Linked DNA regions of Mus musculus: all the other regions are linked to region 3. The links are chromatin contacts, called in public HiChIP or PLAC-seq maps. All regions are on one chromosome and are shown on one strand. Each heading gives the region's core, a stretch centred on a gene start, on an enhancer-like site or on the middle of the called end of the contact. The rest is flanking DNA. Distances are from core to core; before and after follow the strand shown. Region 1 has its middle 15 kb from the start of Serpinb1b. Region 2 has its middle 17 kb from the start of Serpinb6b. Region 3 holds the start of Serpinb9b (serine (or cysteine) peptidase inhibitor, clade B, member 9b).

The links. HiChIP or PLAC-seq counts read pairs in DNA pulled down with a chosen protein or histone mark.
Region 1: a contact with region 3 is called in a BATF HiChIP or PLAC-seq map of CD8 T cells, with 13 read pairs. The contact joins the enhancer-like site here to the promoter of Serpinb9b in region 3. A contact is called at or near these places in 1 of 39 promoter capture datasets (macrophages), 3 of 15 datasets of contacts at CTCF or cohesin (CD8 T cells, the NIH/3T3 cell line and large pre-B cells), 5 of 484 Hi-C or Micro-C datasets (LSK cells, frontal cortex, liver and 2 more), 7 of 115 datasets of contacts at active chromatin or transcription factors (CD8 T cells, effector CD8 T cells, embryonic stem cells and 4 more) and 5 of 9 other capture datasets (adipose tissue, bone marrow-derived macrophages, embryonic stem cells and 2 more).
Region 2: a contact with region 3 is called in a BATF HiChIP or PLAC-seq map of CD8 T cells, with 11 read pairs. The contact joins the enhancer-like site here to the promoter of Serpinb9b in region 3. A contact is called at or near these places in 2 of 39 promoter capture datasets (macrophages and second pharyngeal arch cranial neural crest), 2 of 484 Hi-C or Micro-C datasets (liver and nephron progenitors), 3 of 115 datasets of contacts at active chromatin or transcription factors (CD8 T cells, embryonic fibroblasts and pancreatic cancer cells) and 4 of 9 other capture datasets (adipose tissue, embryonic stem cells, liver and 1 more).

The regions. Positions count from the first base shown.
Region 1 is chr13:33,066,774-33,070,536 of GRCm38.p6, reverse strand. It overlaps the pseudogene Gm18316. Among named protein-coding and RNA genes, the nearest start is that of Serpinb1b, 15 kb to the left of the region's middle. Within about 2 kb of position 2,211, at least 44 of the 459 cell types and tissues checked have an H3K27ac peak or open chromatin away from gene starts, as enhancers often do. A contact at or near this core is called in CD8 T cells, bone marrow-derived macrophages and memory CD8 T cells, where this site is marked.
Region 2 is chr13:32,980,690-32,984,523 of GRCm38.p6, reverse strand. No RefSeq gene overlaps it. Among named protein-coding and RNA genes, the nearest start is that of Serpinb6b, 17 kb to the right of the region's middle. Within about 2 kb of position 1,638, at least 9 of the 459 cell types and tissues checked have an H3K27ac peak or open chromatin away from gene starts, as enhancers often do. A contact at or near this core is called in CD8 T cells, where this site is marked.
Region 3 is chr13:33,025,295-33,028,846 of GRCm38.p6, reverse strand. Serpinb9b (serine (or cysteine) peptidase inhibitor, clade B, member 9b) reads right to left here and starts at 1,433. Exons shown (of 7, transcript NM_011452.3): 1 at 1,247-1,433.

The sequences.
Region 1 (3,763 bases), core at 962-3,461, 41 kb before region 3:
AGCTGTAAGGCATTTTCTCAATTAGTGATCAAGGATGGGAGGGCCCATTGTGAGTGGTGCCAACAGTGGACTGGTAGTCCTGGGTTCTATAAGAAAGCAAGCTGAGCAAGCCAGTAAGCAACATCCCTCTATGACCTCTGCATCAGATCCTGCTTCCTGACCTCTTGAGTTCTACTACTGACTTCTTTTGGTGATGAACAGCAATTGGAAGTATAAGCTGAATAAACCCTTTCCTTCCCAACTTGCTTCTTGGTCATGATGTTTGTGCAGGAATAGAAACCCTGACTAAGACAGCCTCCATTCCTTGAGGACTCCATAAATCTGAGACCCAGTATTCCTCCCTCCTCACATCCCATTATGTGAGCCACCAACTCCCACAGGACCTCTATACCTAGAAAACCCACTGGTGAAGTGGCGAAACTGAGTAGGTGATCTCCTTCCTGAACTCCATTTCCAACCCACTCTCAATTTACCATCATCAAGTAGTAGGCCTTATCCCATAGATACAAGGATGAGTTCAATGTACATAAATTGACAAATGCCATGTACCATTTTAATAGACTGGAACATAAAAACCACATGACCAGCTCATTAGATGCAGAAAGGGTCTTTGTCAACATTCAATACCCTACATGATAAAAAAGCCCTCCTGCTCTAATAGGGATACAGGGGGCATACCTCAACATAATAAAGCACTTTATGGGAAACCTATAGCCAACCTCACCTAAATGGGGAGAAACTGAAAACAATTCACTAAAATCAGAAGCAAGACAAGGTTGTGCTCTCTCTCCATATCTATTCAATGTAGAACATGAACTCTTAGCTAGAGCAATAAACTAACTGAAGGAGGTTATGTGAATACAAGTCAGAAGGAAAGAAGGCAAAGTATCTTTATGTGTATATGATATGGTAGTATACATAAATGGCCTTAAAAATCCCACCAGGAAATTCTTACACCTAATAAACACTTCCAGAAAAATATGAGGATACAAAATTAAGTCACAAAAATCAATAACCTCAAGATCATGTTGGGGTAACTAACCAAGCAAGTGAAAGACTTGTATAATAAAGATTTTAAGACACTGAAGGAAGAAATTGAAGAAGATAGCAGAAGATGGAAAAGATCTCCCATGCTCAAGGATAAGGTGGGTTAATATACTAAAAATGGCCCTCCCACCAAAGCAATCCACATATTCAATGTAATCTCAATAAAAATTCCAACCCAATTCCTCACAGTAATTGAAAAAACAAATTTCAGCTTCATACAGAAACACACACATACACACACATGCACACACAAACAGCATAACTAAAACAATCCTGAATAATAAAAGAAGTGCTGGAGATTTCAGCTTCTCCAATCTCAGACTACACTACAGAGCTATAGTAATAAAAACAGTATAATGTTCGCACAAAAACAGACATGTTGAACAATGGAATCACATTTCCTACCCAGAAATTAACCTATACATTAATGGACACCAACTTTTTGACAAAGAAATCAGGAATACATACTGGAAAACAGACAGCATCTGTAACAAATGATGCTGGCCAAATTGTATGGCTATATGTAGAAAAATGAAAATAAATCCAAACTTATCACCCTGCATAAAACTCAACTCCAAATGGATCAAAGATCTCAATGTATGGCCAGATACACTAACTCTGATAGAATAAATAGTGGGGGATAGTCTTGAACTCATTGGCACAAGAAAAGACTTTCTGAGCATAACACTGCTAGCACAGACAATAATATCAACAATAAATGGACATGGTGAAACAGAAAGGCTTTGGTATGAGTAAGGACAATATCAAAGATTTCCCTTTTTTCCAACTATGTACACACCTGACAGGGGAGTAATACTGAAACCGTATTAAGAACTCAAAAAACGTGGACATCAAGAAAGCAAATAACTCAATTAAAGATTGGGTACAGATCTAAACAGACAACACTTGAAAGTGGAAACACAAATTGAAGAGGATCACAGGAACCTTGAGGAAGAGGAGGAGAAAAATTATAAGAGCCCAAGATGATGAAGGTCACCAAGGAAACATGACCACGCAAACCCAGCAGGAGTAATGCACATATGAACTCAGAGAAACTGTGTGAAGATTCTCTGCCTTTCAAGGAAACCAGAAGTTGCTGCCAAATCAAGAACAGTCCACCCCACCCACAACCCTGCCTCTGAAGAGCATTGTAGCATGCACACACTGTAGGGGCGGTTTCTGTATCTATCAGATTCTAGCAGTGTGACAAAAAAATAACTAAAATAAGCAACTCAAAAGAGGAAGGTTTATTTTGGCTCATAACCTCAGAGATTCAGTCTGCGGCTGCTCATTCATACTTTCTTGGGCATTCTTGAGAGTGCATTATGGCAGTGAGCCCTTTGTATGCTACACTTCTCACTCTGTACAGACTACAGGAAAGGATGCAGAGTAGAAGTGTCTGGGTGACAAAATCTCCTTCACAGGCATGCCCTATTCATTTCTTCCCCCATGAGTCCCTGCCTCTTAAAGTTTCTGCTGTCTTCCTACATTATTGTCAGTTGAAAGAAACACTTCAGCATATAAGTTTGGGGAAAACATTTAAAGTACAAAACAGTAATTTTTCCTTGGTCCCTAAATGCCTATGTCCCTGATATATTGCAAAATGTATCTTCCATACCCTTAACAGTTTCAACAGTGTAAAACTATCAAGTACATAGTCTGCTCTGAGAGCCAAGGCACTCTTGGTGTTGAAGTCCAGAGAAAACCACAAAGAACATTGCACATGCTTCCAATACACGGTGGCAAATGCACACTTCTCTTTCAAATAGAGAAAATGGGAAGCTGTAAAGAGAGATCAGACTAGTTTGAGAACAAAACCTAGCAGAGAAAGGTTAAATCCTCAGCCCTGTCTGGCATCCAGAGTGTGTGAGAGCAGGACTCAAGCTCTAACAGGCCTAGGCAGTCCCAGTCCTGTGGATTGGTTGGCAGCAGTTCACCTGATCTCTCTCTTTGAGGCTGAATGTACTCTTTGTTTACAGCTTTTCCAGGCAGCAGAAGTTGGAGAAGTGTGGAATATGTTTCACTCTTACATGGACTCTGGCTTCTTGAAGTGGAATGGATCCTTCCATACACTGGGTTCCCAAGACTTCTTTTGAAATCTAAGCAGAAACCTATACAATCCCACCCCACCCCACCCCCATATATACAATGCCAGTCAGAAATAAAGGGATGAAGACCCACATGCATGTGGCTGTGGTGACCTCTGAGTACCTGGATAGCTAAAACCTGAAGAAATGAACCCTAAAGAAAAACTTCTCTAGACAGCTCTGTTCAAGCAGGACGTGTCAGAACTCACTCCTCAGAACAAAGTCGTTTAAAGCAGTTTAAACCTCTTTAGCCTGTGACGAGCAGGAACTTGCCAATTCCTGCGATGGCATCCAGCTGTCTTCCTACCGTCCCATACAAAGTATGAGAGAGAGAGAGAGAGAGAGAAAGAGAGAGAGAGAGAGAGAGAGAGAGAGAGAGAGAGAGAGAGAAGAGAGAGAGAGAGAAAGAAAGAGAGAGAGAGAGAGAGAGAGAGAGAGAGAGAGAGAGAGAGAGAGAGAGTTTTCTTATATGGAGGCCAGAGATCAAAATTTGGTGTCTTCCTCTGTTGCTTTCCATTTGGTTTTTAGGCAGGATCTCTCACCAAATACTTGCTTGCATGTGAGTTCTGGGTATACACTAGATTCACTGCATCACTGTTACTAAGTTCAGTGAACTTCTCTTGCCTCTC
Region 2 (3,834 bases), core at 389-2,888, 45 kb after region 3:
ATGGCTGCTTTTGAAAAACACAACTCTGCTTCTTGCACAGCACATCTGAAATCTGGTCCAGGTGGGTTTTTGTTGCTTTATATCTTCAGTTAAAGCAACGTGCCCCCCATGGATGTCAAAGTCATCAGCACACGGGTCTGTGAGATAGGAACTCATGAGACTAGCACCTGTGCATCAAAGAGTAAACATGCAGTCTGAGCCCACATATCACCAACTCCAAAGTCTATGCTGCTCTGCTTGAAGAAAAAGGGAAGACCACCAAGAAACTGTAGATGGATTCAGGCACTCAGATGGGAGCATCATAAGCAATTCATGGGAGCCATCTTTGAGGTGTCAGGTGTGTGTCAAGGTCATTACTCCAGGAAATCGTAAATGAACATCACCCCTGTCTCTCAGTGGAGAAACATGAGTAGGTAAAGAGGCTTAGGAGCCATCTATCTCAAGGCAGCTCACTGTGGAAGGAAGAGTTTTGGGAGTTTCCTTTATCCTGCCCATGGAGGAGTGCCCATCTCCCTGACACAAGTCCTCTATGTGCCCCTCTCTCTGTCTTTAATATTTTCTAATCCACTGGAGTCATGTTCTTATTCTTATAAGTATGCTCACTCTGCCCTGTATTTAAATGTTTAATCATGTTTCCTTTATTGGTGGTGCCTGGAGTACTACCTTATTGTTTCATCCTTCTATTCCAGTTGCTTCTAGGAACCATGACTTAATCTCACTTCTGGTTCTTTCATCATTCCATGGAGTTTGACTTCCAGTCCAATATACCCCAAAACTCTCCCCAAGGAGTCATTAGTACACTATCCTCTACACAGCCAAACATACACAGAGCTTATTCTATTTTCTTCAGTGGTGACATTTAGTCCTTCAGTTTGGACTTTCCTGATTTTCCAAGTGACCTTTCCACTATTGTTTTTCCTCTTCCTCCACATCCTTTATCCTGCTCTGAGGTGCTTGAACATTCCACTCCTATGCTATAGTGTTCTTGAACAGAACAGGACAAGTTTTAACTGGTCTTGTGAGTGTAAAAGGAGATTAATATTCTGTATATATCAATTAATGCTGGAAATTAATACAGACACAGTTGCTCCTTAAACAGCTACTTCCCCAAATAACCACAGAAAGACCTTATAATATCTCAAAGCCTATGCCTTGGCTGGGCATACACTCAACTAGCTCATCTAGTTAACCTGATCACTTATCCAGCAGGTGGCTAGCTATACTTTCTAGCCCTGTAGTCATATCCATCTCCCAGCTCGTGTCTCTTTGTGAAAAGCCTTTCTTTTTATTCTCACCAGAGTTCCTTTCTCCCTATGAGGAAGGTTCATCTTCCTCTCTCTACCGCCCAATCATATGATTTAGCCTTTTATTGACCCATTAACTAAAGCAAGGTTTGCACAACAAAAGCTGGTTGATGTGTGTGAAAATACACCAACACCAGACCAACTCCAACACGTGAGCTATAGACATTATTAGTCATGAAGCTGATGTGGGCCCCTTCTCTAGTTCTGAAACTAAGTCATCTAAATTTTTATCTCCTCATTATTTGCATTTTTCCCTTTCATATAACATACTGATCTAATGTGCACACTAAAGTCCACCCAGTGATTTCGATTCGAGTAGTGCACACCAAGGTTGAATGTCATCACATTCTCTTTGCCCAGAGAGTGACCACAAACACAAATGAGAAGGCAGAGCCTAAGAGAAACCACAACAGAGTGATACATGAGGGATGATTCACATGTTCAACTTGATGGATTCTAGAATCACGTGGGAGATGAACCACACCTGTTGATTAGGTTAATTGAGATAACAATACTTATCCAGAGAGGGCAGCCTCATTCCATGGGCTGGGGTCTTAAATGAGTAAAAAGAAGAATTTGAGCCGAAAATACTTTGCTTTCTTCTTCCCAAATGTGGATGCAAAGTTCCCACTTGCCTCAAGTTCCTGACATTATGATGGACTATAACCTTGAGTCGTGAGCGTCAAAACTGAATTCCTCTTTCCTTAAATTGCTTTTCTAAGTTATTTTGACACAGCAACAAGTAAAATAGCTAATATGCTTTGCAATGTTGGATATTCCTAATTATCTATGGGTTGGAACAACTGGATGAGGATGTGTGTCCAACATTGTGCATCATCGAGCAGAGCAAAAGTCATTATGCTGAAGCCTTCTGTGCTCTGCTGAGACATCTGTCATCAGTCTCACAACCCTGCCAACCACTGATCTTTTCTCTTTGTAGTTTCACCTTTTTTATAATGTCAAATCACTTTAATTGCATAGAATGGCCCTTTTAATTCAGTAATATACACATAAGGTTCTTGGATGTCTTTATATGGCTAGGTATATTGTTTTCAGGAATGAGTAACAGTCCATAGTGTGGTTGTGAGACCTTGGTCTTTTCCTCTGAAAGCATTCAGCTATATCTCCACTGACATTTGAAAAAATACCAAATCCTATGATTCAGAGACTGAGTGTGTTGATCTACCCAAATTAATTCTCACACTGGGGTTTCTTTTTCTCTTTTAGTCTAGGGGGCACCCCCATAAACAGTTTATTAAGATGAGGACATATATAATCACATCTGTGTTTTACATCCTGACCACATATGAGAATTACATCATGGGAGGCTATTGTTATGGGCAATGGTGAAAAAGAGGTGTTTCAGGGTCTGCTTGTGATCCAACACAACTGAAAAGTCAGTTCAGGAAATAAATGATTATTGCTATCAAGCCACTACTGATTGATCAGGGATGCAAAACAGACTTGGGAGTTGAACTGTGACTGTAAGCCAAAAAATTACAGAGCTTTTAAGTATAAAAATAAATCACAAAAGCCACATTTGTGGGGTTTTTGTCAAGTTACAGTTTGATTTCCTACCCATCACGATTCAGGGACAGGGGACTTTCCTAGGAACATTTCTTCGTGGTATACTATTCTATTCTCATTTGCGGCTTTATTCATCTGTAGTGGGACAACTTGCCAAGCGTTCATGTCAAACAGGATTTCAGGGAGGTCTTGGGATATTAAACTTCTTTGAGCCCCTATTGAAAATGGAAGTTTTATTCAAAATGGCTTCAGTTTGGTTGGGACCTTGACAGGCAGAACACACAGGCCTAGACACACATTTTCAGTAGCCTCATCAGGTTCAATCCCATGATTCAGATGCTTTAGAAACCAGTCCGAGATCCCCCTTTCATCACTCACACCTCTGTATCTGATGCCTCCAAGGGTCTCTGTCAAAGGCAAAGCTAGATGCCAATTAAAACTTTAAGAAGCCACTTTAATCATTGCATATAAGTAAGAGGGTCCAGCATGAGCCAAACACAAGTTTGTAGAGATGATTGGAAGCTTTAACAATTGAAGGAGGAAAGGGGATATAGGTAAGGAAAAGGCAGTTGGAGGAATGGAAAACAAGAATTTGAAAGTACAACCAGGATAGTAATGGAATATCCACATTTGGACTCAATCTCTCCACTGAGACTGGGACACAAGTCTATGGGATTTCTCATCCTTGAGAAAGGCACTGATGTATAGCAGAGGATCATACTTACATGAGTCAAAGGATAAGAAATGAGTCAGAATTCTAATTCAAGTTTAGTAAATGCTTTCAAAAGGGGGGTTAGGGCTTATGTTCAGGTATTTGGAGAAACAACTTGTAAATTCTTGAGCTTTCTCAGGCAGGTACCTGATGGTTATTTGCTTTCATCCTAGGGCCAACGCCTTGAGCTGTTAGAAATCATGATAAGTATTAGTTCACATCTATTAATGTAGAAGGGGAGAGAATCCAAGTATTTGTGCTGACTATGTAGTGTATATAGATCAAAGTTGA
Region 3 (3,552 bases), core at 184-2,683:
TGTATCCTCTGCAGACACCCAGGCTGCTTTTCTCTTGAGCATGCCTCAGCTTCCAGATAAATGGACAGCTTGACCCAGACTACGTCACTGCTCCAGATGCCTTAACCCAGGTCTGAGTCACTGTGCATTCCATGACTGTGCTCTCACTGTCATATGACTCTTGAACCCTGGAAGTCTGTTTCAGAGTGCATGGTACTGTGCTAAAATACAGATCAAAAGCCTCGGGAGTCTCAGGACACCTCAACCCATGCTTCTTCCTACTCTTCAGACAGAGGGACACAGCATCCTGGGAGTATACTTAGATCCTCTGGGTCCTCCCCTGAAGTCTCCCAGGGCTCTGAGGGAAAGGTGGGGCTGCATTATATCAAATGAATTACCCTCAAGGTGGTCCTCTCATCTAACCCAGCTTGCCCCTCCTCCTGCATTCCTGCCTACCCTTAGGTCACTTTAAAGTTGCTTCTGAGTCCTTGAAGTGCTGTTTACTTCACCTAGAAGTTCTCCTACCCCATCCCTGTCACTGAGTTCAAACTCCTCCCCCTTCCAACTTCATTGGAACAGGACAGCCTCAGGGCCTCTGCTGTCCTACCCTAGTGCAGCTGCCCCACCCCGGGTCTGCTCATTACTCTTAAGTGTCACCTTTCTCTTACTGATTGCTGTCCACCATCGTCCATATTCTGGATCTCTGTGAAGTTAAGGGAGATGTCTGACACCCTAAGAGTAAGCACCTGGAAGCAGCGTCAGATAAAGGGATTACTCAGATAAATTCATCAAAGACATGATTACTGTCAGCATGGAGTGAACTGTTTTATAAATGGCAATGAGCAGTGCTCAAATTTGGACTAGAGACCTCCAGATGTTTAAAAGGACCTGATTTAAAAGAGTTCACTTTTGTAAGAAAGGAGGAGAGAAGGCTAAGGCAGTCAAATTGCCAATTGTAGGTACTGAGAAGAAGCACGGAAGGAGGCCTGTGAAGAGGCTGCTAACACCTTGCAGCCCCTAACCTGACTAGTAGAAGAGGAGCCAACACAGCCTAGGTCCCAGTCCCCAGGATCAGCCTCCCTGACACTTGGCCAGCTGGGGTTCCTCTTGGAGTCTCCTTTTTAAAATACCCATCACACACCAGCTCCCAGCTCTCTCTTTCCCTAACTTAATATTCCTGAGTTTCCCTCCTGGATTCAGCCTTTGTATTCTAAAACTGACTTATGGAGGTCCCACAACCCCAATCTGAGCCAGGCAAAAAACCTACCTGAGTAGCTGCTGCTCAATGTAGCTTTTTCAGCCTGGATGTCCCCTATAGCTTAACACAGCAGCCTTCCAGATTCAGCTGAGCCTTTTATTCATTCACTTCAGGGCAGGGACTTCCTGTTTAGTGCCTCTGGCCACCTACAGAGAGATAGGCTGCCTCCAGCTCTATCCTTTGCAAGAAGAGGACTGGTGAGGGTTGGGGAAAAAAAAACTGGGTGGGCCCTTAGAGGAAGGGAAAATAGCAGGAGTTTTTGCTGTGTGACAAAGAGAATCATTGCTGGATAGCATTCTTGGTTTGGGGTGGGGCATGGGGGATATGGAGGGTGCGCAGTATCAAAGCCCGTTTCCTTTTGTTTGTTTGTTTGTTTGTTCTTCTTGTTTTGTTTTTAATCAAGTCACCCTTTCTCTGTGTAGCCCTAGCTGTCCTGGGAATCTCACTCTACAGACCAGGCTGGCCTCAAACTCAGAAATCTGCCTGTCTCTGTGTCCGAAGTTCTGGGATTAAAGGTGTGTGCCACCACTACCCAGCTCAAAGCCAATTTCTTAAACACTAGTCCTACTCTCCTGTCAAATACTAATGCATTTCATGCTTTTCTCCTCAGTCATGAGCATTTCTTGTGAACAGAATATGTGCTCATGTATGTGGTATTCTATTACTAACCTGATGTTTCAGAGGCTCAGCCTTAAGTGTCCAAGGTGGCTGTGACTGGGGCACAGAGAACAGTCTTGCTACTCGATGCCATCTGTAGGAGTTGGATTGTGTCCAGAAATCTCAACTCAAGTGAGTCCACCATTCTTGAATTTGGCACAGAAAGAAATTTCATGAAGAGACAGTGTGAGATGGAGTTGGATTTATTGAGAAGCAAACACAAATATATTTAAAATGAGTAAAACACAAAGGGAAGAAAAGTAGGAAAACAGAGAATGAGACACACCCAAGCATGCAGGGCTCTCAAGGAGAGCATGGCTGCAGTGACTCAGCAGTAGCTTCATGTATGGCTTTGGTGGCTCTCAGATGTTACATCTTACAAAGTTGCTGAGAAACTCTCAATCTCCTTTATAGCTAATAGAGAGCCAGTATTTCTTTGTTTAGTTATTTAAGGACAAGCTTTTAAAACTACAAAGAATGAGGCTATATGAGGGCAAACTCATAAGCAGAACTTCCAGGCAGAAAGAAGTCTTGCTAGGAAATAGGAACATTAGGAGGACTTCACAGACCCAGGAAAGGCTCATCCTGTCTACAGGATCATTCATTTACTTCTCCTAGACAATATCAAATTTTGGTTTGGTTGAGCCTGAGAGCTCACACAGTTTCAACCTCTGTGGTGCACTCAGTCTAGATAAAGCTTTCCACTCCACGTGCTCTCCGTATAACCTATGGATGGGAGCTTTTCTCCCAACTCTTCCTCCCTGAAGCCCACTGGGGTGCATTTTGGATTTCTCCAGAGTGCTCATCTTCTCTGCTCAGCTCCATTTTCCACAAGAGTCTGCTAACCCCTCACCCAGCAGGGAGTGAGCACAGCTATATGACCTTTAGCCTGTGGCTCTCTTGCTCATCTTGCTTGGGGAAAGGTTTGGCTTCCTCTGCAACCTCTGTCCTTATCTGTCCTCCACGAGCAGTAGGGGATTTCAACCTCCTATTTCTTTGTTTCTCCTATTTCCTTGCTTTGACCAACAACCAGTTTGACCATCTTCTATCTTAACTCACATTCTTGGGGCTACTTTTCAGTTTGGTCCCACATCACTGAAACCGCTGGCCCATTGTTACCTTCCCCTTTGTCTTAATATCTTCTGACACAGTTTCTCCACTCTGCTCTGCTTCTCCTTCCTCACCCCAGCTTTCTCCAGAGACTTCCCTGCCATCCTCTTCTTCATCTTCCAAAAACAGGCTATGTTATTTTCTCTTATCTGGAAAGCTCTGTTCTTTTTTATTTTTTTTTTCACCTCCTGCCCCCCAATTTTATTTTCTCTGTGTAGTCTGTTTCAACGTGGATCTGCCCTTTAAAACAGTGCTCACTCTACAGAGCACAGATCCCACTGCAATACTCTTCTCCATGAACTTCATGTCCCCTAAGGAAGTTATTGAGATCATCTTCAGTGCACTTCCTGCTTGATGGCATGATGGAATGTGTTCTCCCTCTTCTCACACCTGGGGAATTTTTTGGAGTCAAAGTTTTCTATGTTTTTGCTGCTTTTGGCTTCTATACCAGAGGGCTAGAGTAGCAGCTCCCTATGTGTAATCTCTCTTCCTCGTTTTTCCTAAATAGGAGTACCTTACATAGGTATTATAATCAGGAATGATAAAGT